Regions from separate parts of the Mus musculus genome. Here region 2 is linked to region 1. Evidence: chromatin contacts called from public Hi-C data. All regions are on one chromosome and are shown on one strand. Each heading gives the region's core, a stretch centred on a gene start, on an enhancer-like site or on the middle of the called end of the contact. The rest is flanking DNA. Distances are from core to core; before and after follow the strand shown. Region 1 has its middle 35 kb from the start of Tigit. Region 2 has its middle 16 kb from the start of Gramd1c.

Evidence for each region. A called contact is a pair of places that touch in the nucleus more often than the background predicts.
Region 2: a contact with region 1 is called in a Hi-C map of the N1E-115 cell line, with 4 times the contacts expected there. The contact joins two enhancer-like sites. A contact is called at or near these places in 5 of 484 Hi-C or Micro-C datasets (the C2C12 cell line, the N1E-115 cell line, cerebral cortex and 2 more), 2 of 115 datasets of contacts at active chromatin or transcription factors (bone marrow-derived macrophages and large pre-B cells) and 1 of 9 other capture datasets (liver).

The regions. Positions count from the first base shown.
Region 1 is chr16:43,696,316-43,702,316 of GRCm38.p6, reverse strand. No RefSeq gene overlaps it. Among named protein-coding and RNA genes, the nearest start is that of Tigit, 35 kb to the right of the region's middle. Within about 2 kb of position 3,191, at least 124 of the 459 cell types and tissues checked have an H3K27ac peak or open chromatin away from gene starts, as enhancers often do. A contact at or near this core is called in the N1E-115 cell line, where this site is marked.
Region 2 is chr16:44,055,420-44,061,573 of GRCm38.p6, reverse strand. It overlaps a transcript of Gramd1c not described here. Among named protein-coding and RNA genes, the nearest start is that of Gramd1c, 16 kb to the right of the region's middle. Within about 2 kb of position 4,888, at least 18 of the 459 cell types and tissues checked have an H3K27ac peak or open chromatin away from gene starts, as enhancers often do. A contact at or near this core is called in the N1E-115 cell line, where this site is marked.

The DNA of each region.
Region 1 (6,001 bases), core at 1,942-4,441:
TTACTGTTTGGCTCCCGAAGCTGTGGTTGCTGAAAATGACTCATGGTCCGTTTATTATTCTTTTTCAAATAAATCACAGGCTGGGCAACCCGACATAGCTGACAGTCACAGTGGCCAATTCAGATCTCAGCAGGTCTGGGCCCTTTGACTTGACTGTTTAATGCAGCAGAAGAGGCCCCAAGTACCTGACAGCGGTTACCTGGTGGCCGGATAAGGACAACACACTGAAAAATAACCAATCATAACAAGGTTCCACATCTGGCAGCCGCCCTCCTCCCTCTTGCTTGGTGAGGCCCTACCACGCCAGTTTGCCTGTGGAGCTCACATGCAGCCCAGAGAATTCAGGTGCTGACAGGCTTGTGCTGACACCACTCATGTCACAGTCTGGCAGCAGTGATTACAGCCTGCAGAGCCTCCTACCAATTTCCCTTCCCTCCCCCTGCCCTCTGCCCTGGTCCTCCAAGCTCTCAGGGAAGGCGTGCTTACATCTGATGCTAGTACCTGACAGCTGAGATATATGTGGGCCTCTCTCCAGGCCAGCGTATGCTGTCCTCTGTGCATTGCTTTTGTGTTACTTTTCTGAATGGTTTATCCCAAGGCGATTTGAGCAGGCCAGTTCCATTACAAAATGCTCTAAAATGTCTTCCTTGAGCCCTTCATAAAAATTATTTTCATAATGGTCCTTTCTAACGCTTTGTTCATACTTATTACACCGCCTTTAAAACCACTTTATCTTATCTATACTTACTTAGTCCCTTCATTGAGATCGTGTGTGTGTGTGTGTGTGTGTGTGTGTGTGTGTGTATTGATCAGAGAGTCCTCCAACTTTGGTGAGCATAAGAATTTAATAGCAGCAGCTGTAGCCTGTCAGGCACTTGCTGGGAAGGCCATGGCTGGGAAGACTGTGGGGTTCAAGCGGACTGGGTCCTAGCCCCCTCACATTGTTGAGACCTTGGATTCGGGAGCTGTACCTCAGAGACCAGGAATCTGTGTGTTTTATTAACTATGGCCCAAATGACTTTGATCTGTGTAGCCGGAGGTGCAGTCTTCTTAACTGTGTAGTAGATCTACGGCTTGTCTGAATGCGGTGAATGGTTTCAACTTCACTGAAGTATAAATCTGAATCCAAGAGCTTTGAGCTTGGCCTGTGGGGGCCCATCAGCTACCTAGTGAGTGTCGCTAACTATCCATTGCAGGGCCTCAGCTCAGCTCAACAGAGCTCCTGGCATTTTGTCTCTGTTTTTCTTTTACTGAAAATAATTTTCTTCCATACGGTAAATTCCGATTACAGTTTCCCCTCCCTTAGCTCCTCCCAGCTCCTAACTCCTCCCCACTTCCCCTCCCATTGGAATCCACACCCTTTCTGTTAGAAAAGAGGCATCTAGTGAATAATGACAAAATACGATAAAACAAAACCAATGGCGTTTCAAATCAGTGACTCCATCTCCAAATAAGAGGCCCAGGAACCTCTAAACTGGCGCATTGGGGACTTGGATTCTGGCGGATGTCAAAGGATGAGTCACCAAATAAGTTACAGCTAACATAAAAGCGGTGGGGACACCAGGAGGAGCCGCTGTACTTCAGCTCATTTTGCAGAGGAGCTGTGGGAAATGTGTGGGCTTCTAGCCAGAGGGCCTGAGCAGGACTCCCGATGTTCTTAGCTACTTGCTACCTGGCAAAGCAAACAGCTTAGGTTTCTGAGTTGTGTGTTTCCTCTGCTCCTCACTAAGGCCGCAGCCCTGTTGAAGACACAGGGCTGCCGTGAGACTCGGGTGACTTAAATACATGAAAACGCTCTTCCAACTGTGGCGTTCTGAGCAGCCATTGCCTTTTCACTGTGTAGAAACATGTCTGAGGTGTTGTAATGACAGAGTGTACTATCGGGCAATGGTGTGTGTGTGTGTGTGTGTGTGTGTGTGTGTGTGTGTGTGTGTGAAGGGGTGGGGGTCGCGGTTGGGATAATTCGTTTAGAGCTAGCAGCTGAAATGGAAGGCCAGAAGCAAACTGGCACACAGGTGTCCGAGTTTGCTGTTCTGACAGCGTGTGCTACACACTTACTCGTTTGCTATGAGCAGCAAGTTGGATGTAACTGGAGATCTGGGAACGCCAATCTTCAAGAGAAGACACAGTCAAGCATGAATTTGATATGGTCAAATAATTTCATTTAGGATTTCAGAACTCTCATTATAATTAGACCTTAGTCAACACCATTGAGATATGTTCAATTTTAAGCCCCAGAAAAAAATAATTGTCACTAGAGAAAGGGCTTTGAGAGCATATGCAACGATTTATTCCCCTTTAGAGAATTTTAACAGTATCTATAGAAAGTATGAGGCTGTGTAGATTTTTTTTTTTTTTTTTTTTTGCTTTGTTTGGTTTTCGAGACAGTGTAGCCCCAGCTGTCCTGGAACTCACTCTTTAGACCAGGCTGGCCTTGAATTCAGAGATCCACCTGCCTCTACTTCCCGAGTGCTGGGATTAAAGGTGTGCGCCACCACGCCCAGCCAAATGATGCAGTTTTTATGTGATGAATTCCTTGTTGCTGCAGTAGACCTTGGGCAGTCCTTGCTCCTCCTGTAGCAGAGCTCTGTTTATTGGCTGGAGATTTAGTCAGAGGAGCTCTGGAATTTAGCAGGAGACATGTTTATGTCTCATGGTCAAATACTTATTCAGAATTCTAGAATTCTCGAGCACCTCCTGTATGTCCAGCATAGCGTGGGGTATTAGAGAATCTGATATGCCCCAGCTTGTAACTCATTCACGTCAGAGGCAGAGGGGGAAATCCCATCTTTGTTATTCAGTAGAATGAGGTAAAACCAGAGGTCAACAGACCTGGTATAAGGATCACTGTGCTTTTGTGACTTTATTCCCTTAACCAAATCTACTGAACCCTTTCCTGTATCAGGCACACGCTCTCCAGAGCTTACGTGATGGTGGCAGCCTACAAAGATAGTGAGACTCCACCAGCCATGGTGGCATGGGACTGTAATCCCAGCCCTAACAAGGCAGGAGGAGCACAGGTTTGAGGTCGGCCCATCTCAAGAAACAACAACAAACAAAACAAAACAAAACAAAACAACAAAACTGGAAGAGATGATGAAGTCCCCTAGGCAGAGGTCAGTAAAGACAGGCCAGGCAGAGAACACAGGGTACATACCAACCCGACAGCTCAAACCCACAAACCACAGGCTAGCAGGAGAGACAGCCTTGGGGGCGGGACAAGGTGTGGGGGCGGGACCAGAAGGTTCCTGTGGGCTCCACCATAGACTTCTGCCTTTCCGTCAAGTGGAAGAGGGCGGGGCTGGAAAGGATTTGTGGCAAGCAGTAGATATAAAGAGATGAGTGCTTTTTAAAATTGTGGCGTTTTAAAATAGCCAATGCTCTGTTTGCATCTTCCTCGAAGGATCCGTAGGTTGAGGTGTGGGGGTGGGAATACAAAATAGTGGATTTAGGGAGGTAGGTTAGGGACTGTGCAGTAGCAGTGGAGGTGAGAAAAATGATTTTAAAAATCAGACACAAGGTGGTGGTGGTGGTAAATAAAGAGTTGGGCAGAGCTAAGACTCTGAAGGAGCAGATGTGTGGGAAGGAAGCTGTCTTGTTTCTCCCTACGTTCTTGTCACTTCCAGTTCTATACTTTTAGATCTCTCTCTCTCTCTCTCTCTCTCTCTCTCTCTCTCATATTTATCTTTCCAACTTACATTCCAGTGGGGGAAGTGATTGGATTTTTTAAAAGATTTATTTAGTTTATGTATGTGAGTACACTGTAACTGTCTTCAGACACACCAGAAGAGGGCATCAGTTCCCTTACTGATGGTAGTGAGCCCCCATGTGGTTGCTGGGAATTGAACCCAGGACCTCTGGAAGAGCAGTGAATGCTCTTAACCGCTAGGCCATCTCTCCAGTCCCCTGGACTTTTTTTTTTTTTTTTTAAGCAAAATTTGTAGCACAGTGTGGCTGTGTTGACATACTACCCGTGGCAAACATTGAAAGAGTTTGAGCACAGGGTTTGAAACAACTCAGTCAAGTTGTCTCACCTCTCAATCCACAGAATTGCCACCTAGAAAACTGGGATACAATGGCATCTGGCTTGTTAGGCTTCCTTTAGAGTTCAGTGAGGTAGTAAATACAAAACCATTGACACAGAGCTTGGTTTAGTGAAAACGCTCAATGCTGTCACTTGTCACAGATTCTAGTTGGAAAGCCGTATCAATTACGTGTCTCGTCACTGTAACAACATACACGACAACAGCAACTCGAAGAAAGATGGGCTTGGATTTTAATATTTATTTTATTTCTGGTTATGTGTGACTGTGTGGTAAATGCCACACATGCTGTGGGTACCGAAAGAAGCCAGAAGAGTGAGTCAGGTAGACCTGAAGCTGAGTCACTGGCAATGTGGATGACTTGCTGTGGGCTCTGGGAAGTGACCTCAGGCCCTCAGTCACTGAGGTGTCATCTCTCTAGCCCTAACATGGATATTTCTCATTTGGGAGTATTTCTCAGAGAGGATGAAAGCAAGAAGCTAATAACTACAGTTGAATATGCCTATAAGCTCCCAGAATGTCCATATAGGCCATGTGTTGTTTCTATAGATAAGTGGAGGCTAAGACAACAAATGCTTTCCCAGGGAGATAAGGTTCAAGTTATGCCCCGTCCTTTATGGCTTTATAGAGTCTTAGCAATCCGGATTAGAGGTTTTCAAATGGCAATCTACAGGCTAATGGGACTCAAAATTGTCACCAGTCTCAACAAAATGTGGACTAAAGTAAATTTAAAATATCTCCCCAGCTTTCCATTATGAAACGATTATTGTGCCAGGCATAACAATCCTAGTTGTGCACATCTTTAATCCCAGCAGTAGGGAAGCAGCCCTTAGAGTTGGAGGCCAGCCTAGTCTACCAAGTTTCAGGACAGCCATGGCTACACAGCGAAATCCTGTCTTAAACAAACACACACACACACACACACACACACACACACACACACACACACACAAAAGACACAGAATAAACCACCACCAAGAAAAAACTGCACAGTTTTATTATCAAGAAATTCTTAAGGCCAAAAATGAAGAGAAAGGTTTATTCGGGAGAAGGGAGGAGGAAGGAGGTAGCCATGAGTTCTGAGCAAGGTGAGGAATGGCTGAGCTGCCTAAAGTAGGTACATCTGTTTGGTAGAAAAAGGAGACAGAGAAAGGTTCCCCCAGAAGGGATCCCAGTGTCCCTTTTACCCTGGAGATTCGGCGAAAGCTAAATTTCTCCTGAGAACTTTATAACAGGGAGTTGCTCTCATTGGAATTAAGGCTAGCGTTCCCACAACTAATATAAGCTGAGAAATCCCAAGATGGGTACTGAAGTTATTCTGGGTTGGGTAGTGCCTCTAGGTGCCTGGTTAAAGCAGGCACCAATTTTCCCCGAAGGCAGGGGCATTGATCCCAGGTCTCAAGGAATTTCTGGAACCTCATTCCAATGAGCAGCACACAATGAAAGTCACAGAGTAAGTGAGGGAGAATCAAGAACCACAATCAGAACTGTAAAGAGCTCAGTGGGAGCTGGAGAGAGTACTGACTGCTCTTCCAGGCGACCCACAGTCGAATCCCAGCACCCACGTGGTAGCTAACAACTGTCTGTACCTCCAGTTCCAAGGGATCTGACATACTCTTTTGGTCTTTGCAGGCACCAGGCACAGCCACGGTGCACAGACATGCAGACAGGCAAAACCACTCATACATCAGATATTAGAAACTTGAGCATAGCTACGGGATGGAGGAGCCAGCCCAGCACTTGGGAGTGCTCAGTGCTCTTCCACCACTGGACCTGCCCCACGTGTCTCATTATCATGAAGTCTTCCTCTGATAGATCCCACATGTTTCATGAGAGCATCAGTCACTTCTCAGTGTTTCCTTAAAATGGTAGCGGGAGAAGAGGTTTGGTCAGTTCAGGTCATAGGAAGCAGTAACTTTGCACTGTCTGTCATATGTATGGGTGGTGAGTTCTACCTT
Region 2 (6,154 bases), core at 3,639-6,138, 360 kb before region 1:
CAAAGAGGGCAGGGAAGGCCGCACACGCACGCCCTCATGCAACAGTTGCATCACGAAGTCTAGATTTGGCTCAGTTGAGCTCTTGTCGGTAACGTTTGCACTTGACAGTGCCATGTCACCTTGACAGGATCTAAACTATCAGAGAGGCAAGCCGCTGGACCTGCCTGTGAAGGGCAGACAGAGGAGACACACCTAAACGTGGGCAGTAACATTTCGCGGGCCTAGGTGACCATGAATAATTTAAATAAGGTACCATTCATTTATTCATTCATTTATGGAGAGCTCGAACGTGTGTGTGTGTGTGTGTGTGTGTGTGTGTGCCATGTCGCATGTGTTGAAGTGAGAGGACAGCCTGCGAGGTTGGTTTTCTCCATTCACCTCATGGGCTCTGGGTATTGACCTGAAGTCTTCAGGCTTAGCAACTAAATGTCCTCACCTGCTGAACTATTCACCAACCTAGGGCAGTGATGTTGATGGCCAAGGTCGAAGTGAAGCAAGCCCAGCAACCCTTGTTGTTTGTTCTGTGTAAATAACTCCCCAGAGACCATGAGCGGTAACCGTGCTGATGGGAGCCATGGGGATTTGCTAGTGGATGTATCTCCAGCAAGCGTTGAAGTTAATTCATTAGCTATGTGACAGAGACACGAAAGTCAACTTTTTTCATGAAGTTATTTTCATGACGGAGCTGAAGAGATGGCTCAGTGGTTAGGGGCACTCGTTGTTCTTACGGAGGACTGGTGTTCAATTCCCAGCCCCCGCATGGTGACTCACGACTATCTGTGACTCAGTTCCAGGACATCTGAGGACAGCAGGCATGCGCACAGTGCACAGACACACATGTCGGCAAAGCACCATACGCATCAAACAAACAAACAAACAAACACGTAAGAAATTGGAGAAACGATCTGAAGATTTGGGAGAAGAGGGAATCCTTATAAAAATTAATAAATACTGTATTTCTAACTGGGTCAAATTATAGACTTTTGTTTGTTCCTCCCCCCGCCCCCGTGTCCAGGTTTGTCGATCCCTCCTTTGGTGGGTGTCCTTCTCTGTACCCTAGCATGGTTTGTGAATCTTTCCCTCCAGAGAGCCACAAATCAGTGTCACCAGGGTTGGCACCTTCCATGGTTACTTCATAGGATTTAAGAGCCCGGGCTTAAATTGGGTAGACTTAACACATTTGATCTACTGCCTGGTGCCCTCGGTGCTTTTCCTTGTAACCCCAAGGAATGGCCTTGCTATGAAGAAGGCTAAGGAACAGCAATAGTAATGATGTTCATGGAGCCCGGTGCGTCATGATCTCTTATAATGCCTGCTGTCCATCATCCTCCCCATCTTCCTTCCAAATACGGGCATTGCAGATACTTCTCCACAGTGGCCATACTCTCATTACATTGCTTTTTTTTTTTTTAACGTCTTTTTTTTTCCCTTCTCGCTCAAGCCCTGCTTGCTCCAGCCCCAAGATTTATTTATTTATTATATGTAAGTACACTGTAGCTGCCTTCAGACATTCCAGAAGAGGGCATCAGATTCCATTACAGATGGTTGTGAGCTGCCATGTGGTTGCTGGGATTTGAACTCAGGACCTTTGGAAGAGCAGTCAGTGTTCTTTAACCACCGAGCCATCTCTCCAGCCCCCTATTTTTTGTATTTCTAGTACCAGCAACTACCTAGCAAATGGTAGTGGTTGGAAGATGTTTGCTGCGTGTATACATGACAAATGGGAGGAAGCAAAGACATTCGTTCCTGTCTTTTGTGAGCATATATGTGTTTGTGGTGTATGAATATGTGTACGGGTCAATGTGGGGTATCTTGTCAGTCACCCCACCTTATATTTTGATAAAGGTCTCTGTTGAACATAGAGCTCACCAATTCAACAAGATTTACTTGCCATTGAGCCTCAGTAGTCCACCTGTTGCATCACCATCTGCACTAGACTCATGCCCAACTTATATGTGGATGCTGGGGTGGGGTGGGGTGGGGCGTTTAAGTCTGGGTCCTCAGTCCTGTTCAGGAAGCACTTTGCCAACGGAGTCATCTCTCCAGCCACTAATTTCCATCTTCTAAGTGTTCAAATATTTTTTCTTTAGAAGTTAATTTATTGGACTGGCAGGATGGGTTAGTGGTGCCTACCCCTAAACCTGACCACGGGAGTTCGATCCTCGGGGCGCACATGACGGACACACACAAATAAATAATTTAAGGTGTTTATAAAAAGAAAGCTTAAAAATGAAATTTAAAAGTAATTTATATATTCAGAACACGTTTTTCTTTTAAAGTGCCATTTGTGGATAAGAAACTTAAATTGTTGGCGTTTATTTGCAGATAGTAAATGAAGGGGATTCAAGTCTTGCGACGGAGCTACAGGAAGAGCCCGAGGAAAGTCCTGGCCCTGTTGTGGATGAGAATATAGTATCAGCCAAAAAACAGGGACAGAGCACACATAATTGGAGCGGCGACTGGAGCTTTTGGGTAGTATCTTTTAATCTTGAATACAAATTCTCTTTAATTCTACAACAATTTATTTAATCCTTTGTGGTTAGCTTCAAGATTTCAGATGTTGTGACTTCCGAGACCCAATGACAGTTCTCACTAATTTTCGTTTGGCCACTAGAAGGCGCTGTTGTCTGGTCGGTGGAGTGCAGTGATCTGTTTGTCTCCTTGTGAAAATACTGCCTTACAATTGGACTGTGTGCTTAGTGTTATCAGCCGTATTGGAAAGATGCTAACATCGCATAAACTATGTTTCTGAGTCCAAGCTATTTTATGTAATTTTCATTCAAGGAATCGGTTCCCGTGGCAAGCACAGCTTCACAATGCATGCTCTGCAGTGTGTAATGGCTAGAAGATGGGTTATTAAGTTAGATCTTCAGATCTATCTTAAGTGTAACTCTGTTATCCTTCCAGTTTCCCCACATAAAAAGAGACTACGACTTCCCAGTAGGCACACTGAGACTGTGGAGTGTAATAGGAGAACGTGTCTGTCACTGTGTGAATGCTAACATTTGTTATTTTAATGGCTCATTCCAAAGCCAGCAATTCCTATGAGGATTTTGGTATTTGATAGAAATATCATGCCTTACAACTAGAAATGAGGTTTAAAGAGCGTCACACAGCAACCATAATTCCAGTATTGGTTTACGGGAAACCCACCTTGGGTATCCTGTATCCATGAGAATAGTCATTAAAGGACATGGTATCAACAGGCTATAAAGAGTAGTACACAGGCTGCCATCCTCTTTATAATTAAGAAGTCAGTGCATGGCTGTTACTGACTCTTCACACAGCTAGTAAGCTCTTACTTCCTCGTAGTAAAAGACTTAACATCATAAGGCTATGTTTTATTTTTGGTTAGCCACAACCTAAGGAAAATATGTTATTGCTAAGAAATACACTAAAATAACATAAACAAAATCATGCCATTTGTATCAACTATATCATTCTTGGAAACTTAGAAAAAAATCTATATATCATTTAGAAACTTTTATGGGTAGGGGAGAGACAGAAGTATCCTAAGTTGTCCAGGCTGCTCTCCTATTTGCTATGCGGCTAGGGCTAGCCTTGGACTCCTGAGACTTAGTTTTTTTCCCCTTTTGTTGAAAACAGATTTTCCCCCCTTTACGTAATATATTCTGATTGTGGTTCTCCCTCCCACCCTCTTCCCAGGCCCTCTCCACCTCCTCGCTTGTCTGAGTCCACTTCCTTTCTGACTCTCATTAGAAAAGAGTAATAATAGAATGTAACAAAATACAATATAATAAGATAAATAAAAAACTATCATGTTGAGGTTAGAAAAGACAAACCAGCAGAAGGAAAAGAGCCCAAGAGAAGGCACAAGAACCAGAGACCCACTTGTTCCCACACTCGGGAGTCCCATAAAAACACTAAGCTAGAGGCCACAACATATACACAGAGGACCTACATGTTGCATGGATGCAGACCCACGCAGGTTCTGTGTTTTTGCCTCGGTGTCTGTGGGTTCATATGAGTTTACTCATGTTGCCTTAGAGGCCCTCGTTTGCTTGGTGTCCTCTATCCTCTCTGCCTCTTACACTCTCTCTGTCCCTTCTTCCTGTGGCTTACCTGAGCTCTAAGGGGTAGGGAGAATTTGATGGGGACATCCCATTTAGGGCTATGTGTTCCAGGATCTCTCATTCTCTGTGTAAAGTCTGGCTAAGCTTATTTTTTGTAGCTGATATTGATGTAACTGAGGAAATTTTATAGCTCTGAGGGTTAAGTAGCTGTGGTTACTCTTGGATGACTTAAAGCAAGACAGTTATAGAAGGAAAGAACAACAGAATAACACTTTGGAAACCAGACGCTTGCATCTGAAGGTGTAGGGGGCAACAGAACCATCGCCGTCTATGATCTGGATAAAATACAACATCTTGGGCTCAATGACTAGATTGAGATGTTTGTTTGTTTGTTTGTTTGTTTGCTTTACAAGATGTCCAGATGACTTACATGTTTTAAAATTTGCAAAGCATCAAAGGTCTTCATTGCCTCTGTTTAGGTCTCTAAGATAATTTCACAGTCTTAGGAATTTTTGTATACATTCACATTGAATGAACTTAAAGATCAGAATGACATCTTGAGAATTTGAGAGACTTTCCCAGAAGTTAAGGAACCTTTGGAACTGATCCAAACACCAGAACATTCTAGACCAGAGAAACAAACCTTAAAGACCCTGCTCAAGATTAATTAGAGTTCTGGTAGACACAGCTATGAACATGATTCTCCACCTCTTCATCTGGAGTTTCCTCGGTATGCTTTTGTCATATTTTAATAGGCTTATGTAAGTTGATGAGATCACTGAAGATACAATAACTGCTTGAGGAAGATACCTGGGAAGCAGCAAGGAATGCCAGCACTCAGGTAGCATAGCCACTCGGGCTGCCTAATTCAAGGGCCCAGTGTCTGTGTAGTTAAGTCATTCCTTAGTGTGAACCCGTGCTCCGAGGAAGGTACTGTCGGCAGACTTCATCATTGTGCAGCCAGCATAAAGTGCACTAATACAGACACACATGATCAATTATGATGCGCCGTCCACAGATGTGCATGCTAGACCTCCATAGGGCGGGCAGTTCTGGCACTTCAGGAGGTTCATCTGCAGTAGCATTGCCACAGACTGGTGAGCAATGTGTCGCACCGTGACATTATGACTGATGCAGCGTGACTAGGTGATAGGAATTATTTTAGCTTCCTATAATTTCATGGAATCATGTTGCGAGAGTTTTACTACCCTGCCTTATGCTCCTGCGCAGGCCGCACTTCCAACCAACCGCCCAGGGAATCTTTGAATCCGCAGATGAAAGACACACAAACATTAGCTCATCTTTAGCTTCTCTTATTGGCTCAGTGGATGGGCTCTTCTAAGCCTTTAGCAGCTACTACACCCATCTCTTTACTCCTAGCTCAACACCTCTAACTCTGCCCTCAGCTTAGTTGCCCGGTTACCTTCTGTGAAGCCCAATGGTCCTGCTGCCCAAGAGGCTTTCAGATTTCTCTCCCAAGTATCTTCCCTTCCTGCCTTCTCCTGTCTCCTAGGAACCTGGAAGTCCCGCCTCTTTCTTTCTGCCCAGCCATTGGCTGCTGGCATCTTTATCGATCAATCAAGAACCAATTGGGGACATGGACCTTAGCATGTGGCCACCCAGATTCCCGATCAAAGCATCAAACCACACCCTCTACAGAACCGCCCCAGCGTCTACATCTGGAAGCTTTCTGAGTGGGCGGGGTTGGAGCGAGGAGGAAGAATGGGGTTAACTGTATCAGTATATAGTCTACTTAAAAAAAAAAAAAGTCCACTGTTGAAGAAACTCATTACACAACATACAACTGTTACCATAACCAAGAGAATGATGTTTAGGAAGTCTGGAAGAAATTTTATTTCCACCTACTTTAATTCAATCTGGTTTCTACCATGGACTCTTCCATGTTGCTTGATTTTCTTTTCTTATGATAATGTCAGAAAATCAGTACAATGCAATAAAAAGGCAGAGTTCACAGAATTCAGACTCAACACCAGGAAGACCTGGTAGTGTAGCAGGAACGTTCTCACGAGGCAGGAAATGTGTCGTTTAACCCAAATCAAGAATGCCAGGGCCATTTCAGAGTCGGGGAACCAAGAGCTGTGTCCCTTTTTACTTTACAA